Linked DNA regions of Pan troglodytes: region 1 is linked to region 2. Evidence: chromatin contacts called from public Hi-C data. All regions are on one chromosome and are shown on one strand. Each heading gives the region's core, a stretch centred on a gene start, on an enhancer-like site or on the middle of the called end of the contact. The rest is flanking DNA. Distances are from core to core; before and after follow the strand shown.

Region 1 (5,691 bases), core at 1,205-3,704, 570 kb before region 2:
CCCCAGTTTACGGGGTCTTAAAACCCCCTCTACTTTGAGTAGCAGCTTCAAAGAGCTCCCTTTAAAGTTCGCCCCCTCCCCCGCCGCCACGTCCCCTTTCACAGGCCACCCCTCCTCCACCACTCCTTCTAGACTTCTGGAAGACGACGACAACAAAACACTAAATGCAAGTTTAAAGGGGGGAGGGGAAAGTCTTCAGGCTTCCTCCAGAACGTGGGCTGTGGAAGTGACCTGTTTCAGGCGTGCGCAGGAGTCGCCACACCGTAGAGTTTGGGTTTTCTTTTTCTTTCTTTTTTTTCCTCTTTTCTTTTCCTTCTTCTTCTTCTTTTTTTTTTTTTTTTTTGTTTGTGTGTGTGTTTTTACCTTTTATTATTTAAATTGATACGTTTCATTACTAGGGAGAAAAATAAAATATTCCTTTGATACACAAAATCAAATTGATATTTAGCCTCTGCTTACTTTTTTATGCATGGCTCCTTTATACCACATGGTAGTGACAGATTGTTTGAGCTGGAAGGAAAAGCCATTCAAAGCTAATTAAGCAGCCATTCCAAGCACTATTTGCAAGCGGGAGGCTCAGAAGCCTCGGCATTTGTCAGCGCTCCCCCACCCCGCGTGGTTTTGACTGACAGCTCTGGCCGGGGACTGACAGGGCCCAGCAGCTTCGCCAATCAGCAACGAAGAGCCCCTTCGGCGGTCCGTGATTGGTGACTCACACCTTGCTCGGAGGCGTGGTCGGCGTCCCCCACGTGGGGCTGGAGCGAGAAAGGGGCGGGGCGAGTAAGAAGCGGGTGCGCCCACCCGTGACGTAAGGGGGAGGGCAGAGAAGGGGGAGGGGGAAAGGAAGCTCCAAAGAGGAGCCATTTTGTGTCTAATGAATGCTGCGGCCAGATGCTCGCATCTGTCGAGCCGGGCTTCTCCCTCCCCCGTCTTCGGTGCGCGCCGAAACACGATTTATGTTTTTATTTAGGAGAATAAATAAATGAAGAGGGGAGCGCGGTTCGGGGCTGGCGGCCGGAGCGGGCGCGGGGAGGTTCAGTTCTGAGGCGGGTGCTCACGTGTAACTCCCCGCGCTCCGGCCTCCGAGCGCCCGCTAGCTCTCAGCTCCTCATTAAGATGCAAAAGCGAACCTCCGGCTCCTAATGAGGGGAAAATATAGATCCGGGGACGCGCGGCCGGCTCGCGCGCGCCCGCCGCGGGCCCTGGGGTGCGTGCGGGCTCGCGGACTTGCCGGGGAGGGCCCCGGGGGTCCCGCCTTGGCCGTCCACCGGGCGGTGCGCGCTTTGAGGTCCACTCCCTGCTTGCTCGTCTGCCCCGCCGTAACCCCGAGCGCGGGAGGGCGAGGCCATCGGTTTGCGGGCAAGCTGGCCCCGGAGTCGAGTGGCCTGTGCGACCAAGCGGGGGTCCGGGGGGCGCGGGGCCGGGGCGAGCGAGCGGGGGAGCGTCCGCGTCCCTCGGAGTGTGCAGGCTAGCGACCGAGACACATACAGGCTTCCGCCAACGCCGTGGCACTGCCGGGAGCAGGCTGAGCAAACCAGGTGGGAACTCGGAGTTCCCGGGCCTCGGCCGAGCAGGGTCCCGACCCCATCCCCAACCCCCTCAGCCTAGGGATGCAGTGAGGAGCCCGCGCGGCGAGGCTGCGGCGAGGGTGAAGTTGTGCCCACGGGGAAGGCGCCCCGAATGGGGCCAGCCGTGGCTGAGCCTGTTGTCCACGGGCAGCCGGGCCCTTCCATCTGCGCTGCCCGCCAAGCCAGAGTCCCTCAGACTTCTCCTCGCAGGCAGCCGCCGCACATCAAAGGAGCTGTTTATTTGGCTTTCTGAAAAGAAGGGCGAGTGAACAAAGGAGAGCTGGGGGCTAATGTGGGGGAGGCGGGCAGAAGAAGGGGTGAAGAAAAGGGGACATCCTGAGTTCCGAGCAAATTTTTAAAGGTCGGAGGCAACTTTAGGAGCCACCATTTTATCAGTCCTAAATCTTTTGAAGTGAAAACATTAAAGTGACAAAGTGATTCTGTTTGTTTTATAGTATCTAATTGGGCTGCTTTGCAGACCTAATGAGATTAGAGGGAGGAATCGTTCGCCGCCGCTGCAGAATAAACTGATACATTACTACCAGCCACAGGTTTTGAAGATTGTACAGCTTGTCTTATTTTCTTTTGTTGTTATTCCTCTGTCTTCCCTCTTTCCTCCTCCCGCTAAATAATTATTTGCTAGTAGATCGTGGGAAAAAAAAGGAGGAAAAAAACTCGAGCAGCCCAGGACTATAATATATATCTATTTATTATATGTCTTTCGGTTAATTCCTGATCTGAGGAGCGCTGTTTTTCACTCCCATGCGAAAGTCACCAGCGGGTAGGGCCTGATTGCTACTTTTCATGCATAGTTTTAGACACAAGAGGGCATTGTGACGTCGCGCCCAGCGGCACCCAGTCGTAGGCCGAGTCCCGCAGCCCCACGTGGGGGCCCCGCGCTCCCATTGGCCAGCGCCGGACGAAGCTGCCACATTATTTTGTTACTTTTCAGTCCCTATTTGGAACTGCTCTCGCGGCAGTTCAGACCTCGTGCTCGTCCCCCTCGCCTGTCTGTGTGTGGTATCCGTAGGTCCGGGGCACTTTTTTTTTTGGTGTGTGTGTGTGCGCGCGTGTGTGTGTTGGGTGTGTGTGTTTTGGGGGTTTGCCGGGGCGCGGAGAGGAGAGCCGGGCCGAGGGGAAGGAAGGAAGCCGTAGAGCTCCCCGGTCTCGGGCTGCGTCTCCCCTCCCGCGCTCTCCTGCCTGTGCGCTCCGACGCGGCAGCGGCGGTGGCGCTGAGCGCTCCTCGCTGGGGACGCGGTGCTCAAGCTGGGAGCAGCGAGAACCCTTTGCGGAGGCTTCCCGTGCCCGCTGGAGTTAGGATGCCAGGGCGTTTGATTTGCACCTACTGAGCCCGGAGTTCCTCCCCGGCCCTGGGAAGGGCTTGCAGCGGCGGCGGCGGCGGCGGCAGCGGCAGTAGCAGACGGAACAGCAGGCTCTCCTCTCCGAGGGGGGGCGTCGAAGCGCCCGCGCCGGGCTCCCGCCCTCACCCTCCGGCGCTCCTGCGGCCCCAAGCCACCACCTCGTAGCCCGCCTCCTTCCTCTTCTCGCCGCGAGTCCCAGGCCCGGACGCCTCTAGGATCGGACCCGCGCGCCCCGGATGCTTGGGGCTGCCCCGGCGCGCCCCCCTACAGGCGCGACCCGCTGAGTGACCCGGAGGGGGCCCGAGCTCGCCCCAGGAGGGGCCCCCGGCCTCGGGACCCCGCGCCGGACCTGCTGGGGAGCCGACGATGTCCGCGCAGTCCCAGGCATTGACGCGCTCGACGCAGCCCAGGGAAGGCGGCCGGCCGCTGCCCGCCGAGCCCTAGGCGCACAAAGCCCGCGCCCGCCGCCCGGCCCCGGCGCCCGCCGACGACTTTGCCGCCTGCTCCGCGGCTCTTTGTCTCCACTTGGGGCCGGCGCCCGACTCTGGGATTTCGCTGCGAGAACGAGCTGGGGGGGCCGGGGGCGAGCTCTCGGTTTCCCGGCCGCCCCCCGCTCGGGCTCGGCTCCCCCCTCCCCCGCACCTCCCCGGCCCGGGCTCTCGGCGCTTCCACGCTCTCGGAATCACGACCCCTCCCTGCCATGTATCCGCAGGGCAGACATCCGGTGAGTAATTGCAACTCGGTTTATTTAAGCATCTATCATGGCAGGGTAAACGAGGCAGTTTATCTGGCACCTCCATTTTGCTTGTTGCTACCTTTATGGTGTGTGTGTTTGTGTGTGTGCTCTCACACAAAGGGGATGCGGCCGGGGGGCGCCGTTGAGAGAGGAGGTTAATTCCGCGCGAGTGGCGCGGGGGGCTGCTTGTGTTCCAGGGGGAGCTGTTCACGCGGTCCCCGGCCCCGCTCTGAAGTCTCCCAACTCACCCGGTTTGTCTCCCGCCCCCGCCTTACTGGGGAGAGGGAGGCCCTTGGTGAGAGGCATGGGAGCCCCGCTGCCGACGGGGAGAGATGGGGCGCCCCCCCTCCGCCCCGTCGGAGAGCTGAGAAACTTGCTGGGAAGGTTCTGGGCTGAGGGTGGCCTCTTTTGGTTGGGCGCCGTTGGGGAGGGGCCGGGGCCGCTCTGAGCGCGGTCTCATGCCCCCGCCCCCTCCCCTGTCTTGTCTTCGCGGGCTCCAGGCTCCCCATCAACCCGGGCAGCCGGGATTTAAATTCACGGTGGCTGAGTCTTGTGACAGGATCAAAGACGAATTCCAGTTCCTGCAAGCTCAGTATCACAGGTAAGGCCGGTGGGGGCCGCCCCGGGGCTGGCGGGGAGGGGTGGGTCCCGGCGCGGCTCCTGCCATCCCCCGCGGGGACGGAGGGGGCTCCCGATCCAGGGGCCGCGGGGCAGCCCGGGCCTCCGCCTTTTGTTTCCCCTTTCCGAGCGCGCCGCCTTAACCCTTTACTGCCCGCAGCAGCCCGGCTCCCAGCGCCGCCCGTGGGGTCCCCGAATGAGGGTCTAGGTCGCGGCGAGCGGGTTCACTCCGGGTTCTGGGTGTCGGGAGCCAGCGTCAGGGTCCTACTCCCCTGCTGCCGTGATAAGTCCTTTGGCTCGCGGGAAGTTTCGAATTGTTTCACATCCCCCTCCCCACGGCGGGGACCCAAATCCCCCCGCGTCCCCAGGCTGTGGGATAATGGGGGCGCCCCCGGGGGGTGTCAGGAAAGTGGAAAAGTGGCTCTAGAGGCCCTTGGGTCGGGGCCTCAGAGGAGGCTGTCCAGGCGCCACGCCTGAGCCGGCTCCTCCTGCCCTCGCAGCCTCAAAGTGGAGTACGACAAGCTGGCAAACGAGAAGACGGAGATGCAGCGCCATTATGTGATGGTGAGATGCGGCCGCGGGCCTGGGGGGCGGTTGGGGCGCCGACCCCGGCCGGGGGCGCGGCGTGGATCTGGGGAGATGAGCGCCAGGTCCCCACCACCGCCCAGCCGCAGGGCGGCCCTGAGAGAGGGCATAATCTGGTCTTGCCCTCCCCTTCCCCAGCTTCCATTGCCGGGGCCACTTGGAGGAGGGTGAGTGAGGGGAGGGGCAGAAAGAGAAACCCCGATTCCAGGCCGGAGACTTCTGTACTATCTTTGTGTGCCTTTAATTTGTGTTTTGAAAGTTTCCCAGGGGCTGATTGCCATTGCCCTATCTTGGCTAGTAAGATAGGATTGGACCAGCCCATGTGAAATTAGGGTTGGTAAAAATCTCTCTTAGTGACCTCCTGGGAGTGTTTGGAAACTTTTCTGCTTTGCAGCTGGGATCTAGCCAGAGTAGGACAGAAGCCCTCCTTCCCCAGGGTGTTGTGAGGAGTGGAGAGGCCTTATGAAGCTCTCTGCCTCCACTCCCCTCCTCAGGGATCCCCCAGCTGGGTATCTTCTCCACGCTGGGGCAGTAGGCAGACTGTCTTCCTTTTGCCCAGCAAGTTTTAATCTTCATTTGTGAGAGGGCACGGCTCCCTGCACTGCTTTCCACATAAGAGGCCTTCGACACAGTGCTAAATAACTCTCAGAGGACAAGAGGGTCCCAGTGTACACACGATTCCCTGTTGAACCTGAACCTTGTATAAACAGGATATAGGGCACATGTGGTGCTTGTGGGAGGGAGGGCCCAGCTCCCCTTACTACCACATATATAACGTTCTGTTGAGATGAGAGGAACGCTCGCCCTTGTCAGCTCTTAAACC
Region 2 (5,801 bases), core at 925-3,424:
TGAATAATAAGATCAAGATTCGCGGTCATAGCTTATGGGCAATCAGGAGCCGTTAAAAGTCTACAAGCAGAGAAATGACTTGAAAGCCCCAGAGTTAAGGAGGGAATGTGAAAAGCTGGCAGGGTGGCAAGAGAACGCAGGGCCTCGGTAGGAGGAACACTATTTTGCGTTTAGCAAAAGGGACCATCCAAGGCTGTCTGCAGTTTTGCCTCGGAGAGGCTGAGTTACGTGTTCTCCACTGGGCCTTCAAGTGGTCCACAGAGGGATAACCCAAGGTCTTTGGCAATTGAATTCCCAACCCGGGAATGTCACTTTAAGGACCCAACCAAAGCTCAGAGCCAAACCCCACACACCCCAGTCTTTACACCACCTAACTGGTTACATCTATCAAAGTAATTTTTAAGAGGGAATTTTATATGAAGGTAATTACGCTCAGCTAAACTAATTTTATTAAACAATGCTGCCTTAATGACAAACAAATCTGTTATTAATATGTAACTGAGCAGCTATTTCATTCAATTTGCAGCATCGGTAATGAGCCCTGTGGTCGCAAGAGCCCAGAAGCACCCCTTTCTGAGGTAGGCAGCATGGCCCAGCGGCCAGAACCCGGGACCTGGCCCAGCCCTGCCATGGACGTGTATGATTCAGAATGGCCCTTCTCTCACCGAGCGGTTTCTCTCTATAAAATAAAGGGCTTGAACTGGAAGTATCCCAAGGGAATGCCCACTCAGCAGCTTTAGGGGCTGAAAGTCTGGATGGACTTTCAGTGTTTACTGTGTGCCTCAGTTTCCTCATCTGTAAAGTGGGGATAATAATAGTGCCTATCTCATAGGGTAATTGTGAGCATTCATTGAGCTTGTGGATGTAAAGTGCTTAAGGCATTGTGCAGGTACATATGAAGTGTTATACAAACGCTTTTCATTTTCTGTTTATATTCCCAGAACCAAGAATATGGGCTAGGGGACAGCAGGGAGCTGACAGCCATGAATGGAATGAGTGAGGGCTCCTGCTTCCCCCAATTATGAACCCTCCTTGATCCTGGGTTTCCTGGGGTCCTTTCTCTCCTGCCCCCTTCTAGGAGGGTGAGAAACAACACTACAGACAGTGAAAAGAGACAGGTAATCAGATTCCAGCCCTGACCCTGTCCTTGGGTGCCGGCAGGACTGTGCCTCTGCTTCCTTAGCTCCCCATGTGGGTCATTCTCACTGCCCTGCCTACAGCGACAGCTGTCCTAGGGGACAGACAGGATCACTGAGTGGCTCTCAAACATGCAAAGTGGGTCGGGATAACCTGGAGAGTGTATAGGAAAATGCTGACCCCAGGCCCTGCCCCCAGAGGCTTGATGTCACAGATCCCTCCCTAGATCTGTGTGCTTGGGATACCCTCTTGAAAACCCTTGAAACTCTGGCAGTTCTGCCAGAACTCCACACTGCTGCCTTTGTGGTGTGACTGTGCCTATGCTGCAGGTGAGGAAAGAGCAGTTTCAAGAAGAAAATTAGGCTGGGTGCAGTGGCTCATGCCTGTAATCCCAACACTTTGGGAGGCCAAGGCAGGTGGATCAGATGAGGCCAGGAGTTCAAGACCAGCCTGGCCAACATGGCAAAACCCCGTGTTTACTAAAAATACAAAAATTAGCCAGGCATGGTGGCGCACGTCTGTAATCCCAGCTACTCGGGAGGCCGAGGCAGGAGAATCGCTTGAACCCAGAAGGCAGAGGTTGCAGTCAGCCAAGATCGCACCACTGCACTCCAGTCTGGGCGACAGAGCGAGACTCTGTCACAAATAAAAAATAAAAAAATGAAAAGAAGAAAACTAGCTTGTAGAGTTAATGGGGAAGGGTAATATCCATCACAGACCCATTGGTTCCTCCTCCTTTAGAATTCACCTAGGTGGGAGGCATTGGGGAGTGCGGGACAGTCTGAGCAGCTTTCAGTTACTTTGGGGCCATGCTGATAGGATGCCGTTTGTGAACCACCTGCTGCAGAAACCCGCTGTCTTGGCTGCTGAGAAACATGAACCCCTTGAGATTGAGCCTTTCATCGAGAAGCTATTAACATACCATCACTTCAACTGTCACACAGACAATCGCCTACCCAGGGTCACAAGAGCCCCCAGGCCCATCACAGTGCCCGACTTTCTGCAATTAGGCCCGCCCTGGGAGGAAGCATTGTGTCTCCAGAAGGCCTCTATTAAATCTCAACATGCAAATGTACGTGCAGCATTTAAGCCCCTTAGCAGGGCCCTCTCTCCCTCCTCTCCATCCCAATGTGACTGTGGGTGGAGACCATGTGACCTCTGCTGGCCATGAAATGTGATTGGAAGGATCACGTATCTCCCCAAGGCTGAGGCAGTAAAAAGCTGTTTACAAATAATGGAACCCCAGACTAACAATGAATTAAGGGTTCTTATCAGCTCATGTAACAAAAAGTCCCAAAATAGGCAACCCAAGGTTGGCTGGGCAGCTCACTAGCTCACTTCACCAGGAATCCAGATTCCATGTCTCTGCCAGTTTCACCACAGTGGCTTCTGCCCTCAGTCTTGCCCCTCCTGGTTCCAAGACAGCTGCATGACAGCATATTAATCATCTATTGCTGAGTAACAAATGACCCCAAAAGTCAGCGGCTTAAAAAGGCAATAAACAGTTATGATCTCACACGGCTGCTGCAGATGAGGAATTCTGGCACCACGTGGCTGTTGGTTCTGGCTTGAGGTCCCTCATGAGGCGGCAGTCAAGATGCTAGCAGGGCTGCAGCCATCTGAGGGCTGGACTGGGACGGGAGGATGCACTTCCAAAAAGGCTCGCTCACTCACACAGCTGGCGGGCTAGGGCTGCTTGCTGGCAGGAGGCCTCAGCTCCTCCCTACGTGGGCCCCTCCGTAGGCTGTTTGGGTGTCCTCATGACGTGGTAGCTGGCTTCCCCCAGAGTCAGACAGCCGCCAGAGCAAAGCTGAAGCACCAATGTCTTTTACGGCCTTTCCTCGAATGTCACACACTTTCACCTCTGTTACATTCTCTTCATTGAAAGCCAGTCGCTAAGTGTGGCCCACGCTCAGCAGGAGGGGAAATGGGCTCCACCTTTGGAAGCAAGGTCAAAGAATTGGGGGACTTTTTAACTATAACAAATAGTGCCCACACTGGAAGAGAGAAACTCAAGGAAAAGTTTCCTCCCTGCTCTGCCGCCATCGGAGAGAAAGTTTTTCCCAGAAGTCATCGGCAGTCTTTCCCTTAGGTGTAATTGGCCAGAAATGAGTCACATGCTTGCCTCTAGACCAATCACTGACAAGGGAAACAGACGCCCATGACTGGCTTAGACCAATCATGAGTCTTCCTCTGAGATTGGGCACATTTCTGACTTAACAAAATTAGGTTTCTGGTAGCAAGGGAGTGGGGGGAAATGGCCGTTGGGTGGGCGGGCAGGAGTGTCAGCCATGTTATTCTATTGAGTGGGTAACTGGGAAAAATTAGATGCTGAGGTGGTGATAATCCACAAATAGGAAACCTGGTCATTTATTAACTGCTTTCCATACTATCAGCTAGAAATGAATCCGTTCCAGGATCTGCTCTGTAAAAAGGGTCTGCTCACTGTGGTCAGCGTTTCATCCCTTCGGGCCGTCTGGTTTTAGACTCAGAGGACCCGGCTTAGAGTCCGCGTCTACTATGTGTTGCCTGTGCAGCCCCTAGAAGTACCTTCTCTGAGCTTCAGTTTCCAGCTTGCATACACAGGGGATGATCATCGCTACTTCACAAGGCTCCTAGGACTACCGGAATATGCTTTGTAATTCATCCGGGGTTAAGGCCATGTGCATTCTGATCATTGCTGTTTGCCCTGGGTTTGGGGTGAGAGGCCAAATACCACCAGAGGGTTTTCTGTCCCCTCTTTCTTTCCATCTCTAATTTCCAATACACAGTGCCAAAAAAAGAGGAGAACTGAGCACAGAGGCCAAATCCCCAGCATAAAAACAGTGGTGCCATTGTAAACGCCTCCAGCGATGGCGCCCCACCCAACTGAGGAAGCCCCATTCCCAGCCCCACTTAACAACGTGCGGCCTGATTTAATATGAGCAGCTGATCTCATTGCTTCCATAGCAAGTTTAATTTGCTGGGAAAGCGAGTTGGTGAGGTTCTAATAATGCAGAGCCGCAAATAATACCAAAGAGAGTTTGCATTATGATAACTTTCCAATTAAAATGGATTAATGGAGGAGAAACAGCAGCAGTAGTGTCTAGACAACATATTACTGAATCCTTGGAGAGGGAGATGGAAAGGAGTTGGAACAAGCGGCAGCAAGATAAACAGGTGAACTTTATAAGTTGGAGGCACACTTGTGTGGGTGTGACGGGAAGTACCAGGGAGGGCTCCTTACCCCTGGTGCCCCATCAGTTACAATACCTGGACTTTGCACCATTTGAGAAAACCAGTCTTTTAGGACCCAGAGGCCTTTGGTCTTTTGGATTCCTTATTAAAATGCAAATAGCACCTTCCGTTTCCTCGGCTGACCTTACAGCTGGGATTAGCCTGCAGCTACGGGAGAGCAGACTGTGTGACTGTGCGACAGAACAGAGGCCCCGGCTGATCCTTGGAAGACCCACATCGACCAGGTGTCGACACCTGTGGTGTTCTTGTCAGGGCTTCACTACAGGACTCAAAACAAATCCTCCATAACTATGCTAGTAACCCCCTGACCTCTGACCACTGCTGAGTGATCCAAGGGGGTCCATCTAGAACCTCTATCCCGGCAACCTGAATTTTAGACCTGAGAGATACAGGGTCTGGGCTGGACTGGGGCTAGTGCTCATTCCTGAGAGCAGGTTCAGGACAGAAAAAGCCACAGACTGTTGCTGCCAATCTTGAGCTACCCCGGGCCCCACCCATGGAGGCCAAATTAGTTGATTTTCTTGAAATCCCCCCAGGATCCATGTTCCTCTCCTTTGCTTAAACTGACTAGTCATTTCTGATGCCTGCAAACAAACGAGCTTTAATCTATCACTCCTTACTTGTGGGACCTGGTGAAAGTCATTTAACCTCACTGAGCCTCTGTTTTCTCTCCTGTAAGATGGGAGATACACACGTCCCCACCTTGCAAGGTTGGTTGCCTCCTGTATTGGTAACATGATGTGTTAGGGTTAGATCACCATTTAAGTCCCTCTCAGCCCTGAAGTTAGGAGATTGTAGAAGTGATCCTTGAGGGATAGGGGAAGAGGCTGGCTGGACCACAGAGGCCAGGAGACCAAGAAGCCCAAGGACCTAATTCCACCAGCATCAGTAACTTGCAGGGCATAATAAATATCTCAACACCAGAACTGAGGCTCCTTGCAGAAATCGCCAAGGCTCCCCTATGCCTGGGAAGGCTCTGATTTCTTGCAAAGCCAGGAGTCCCATGAGCCAGTCCCTCATGAGTGAAGTACTGGCCATGTGCTGCCCCCTGCAGGCCTGCCTTTCTCATCACCTTTCTCATCAAACAGGCAAAGAAAAAGCCCATGTAATTGAATACAATCACTAAGGCAGTATTTAGCAGCATTCATCCCCCATTTTATCTCATTCTGCCATGTCCTTCCCTGTCTATAGATGAATATGAAACTACCACTGAAAGCAAATCATTCCAGGAATAAGGAAAATAGGAGGCAAGAAACTCTTAGGGAAAGTTCACCACCTACACACACACACACACACACACACACACACACACGAGTCAGAACTGAGTCCAGGGCCAGTCTTGAGGGGAAAAGAGAGAAGAGTTGCATTCATTGCACACCTGCTATGAGCCGTGCATTAGATCCTTCATTATCTCATTACCATCATAA

Evidence for each region. Hi-C and Micro-C count contacts between places; a contact is called where the count stands out from the background.
Region 1: a contact with region 2 is called in a Hi-C map of stem cell-derived neural progenitor cells, with 7 times the contacts expected there. The contact joins the promoter of TLE3 here to the enhancer-like site in region 2. A contact is called at or near these places in 1 of 7 Hi-C or Micro-C datasets (stem cell-derived neural progenitor cells), 1 of 1 datasets of contacts at active chromatin or transcription factors (stem cell-derived excitatory neurons) and 1 of 1 other capture datasets (stem cell-derived neural stem cells).

What each region holds. Positions count from the first base shown.
Region 1 is chr16:62,098,642-62,104,332 of NHGRI_mPanTro3-v2.0_pri, reverse strand. It overlaps TLE3 (TLE family member 3, transcriptional corepressor), which reads left to right and starts at 2,454. Exons shown (of 20, transcript XM_009429459.5): 1 at 2,454-3,653; 2 at 4,166-4,266; 3 at 4,784-4,847. The coding sequence starts at 3,630.
Region 2 is chr16:61,524,499-61,530,299 of NHGRI_mPanTro3-v2.0_pri, reverse strand. All of the region lies in intron 3 of LOC104002363 (a long non-coding RNA gene), which reads right to left. Among named protein-coding and RNA genes, the nearest start is that of RPLP1, 74 kb to the right of the region's middle. Within about 2 kb of position 2,174, at least 1 of the 24 cell types and tissues checked has an H3K27ac peak or open chromatin away from gene starts, as enhancers often do. A contact at or near this core is called in stem cell-derived neural progenitor cells, where this site is marked.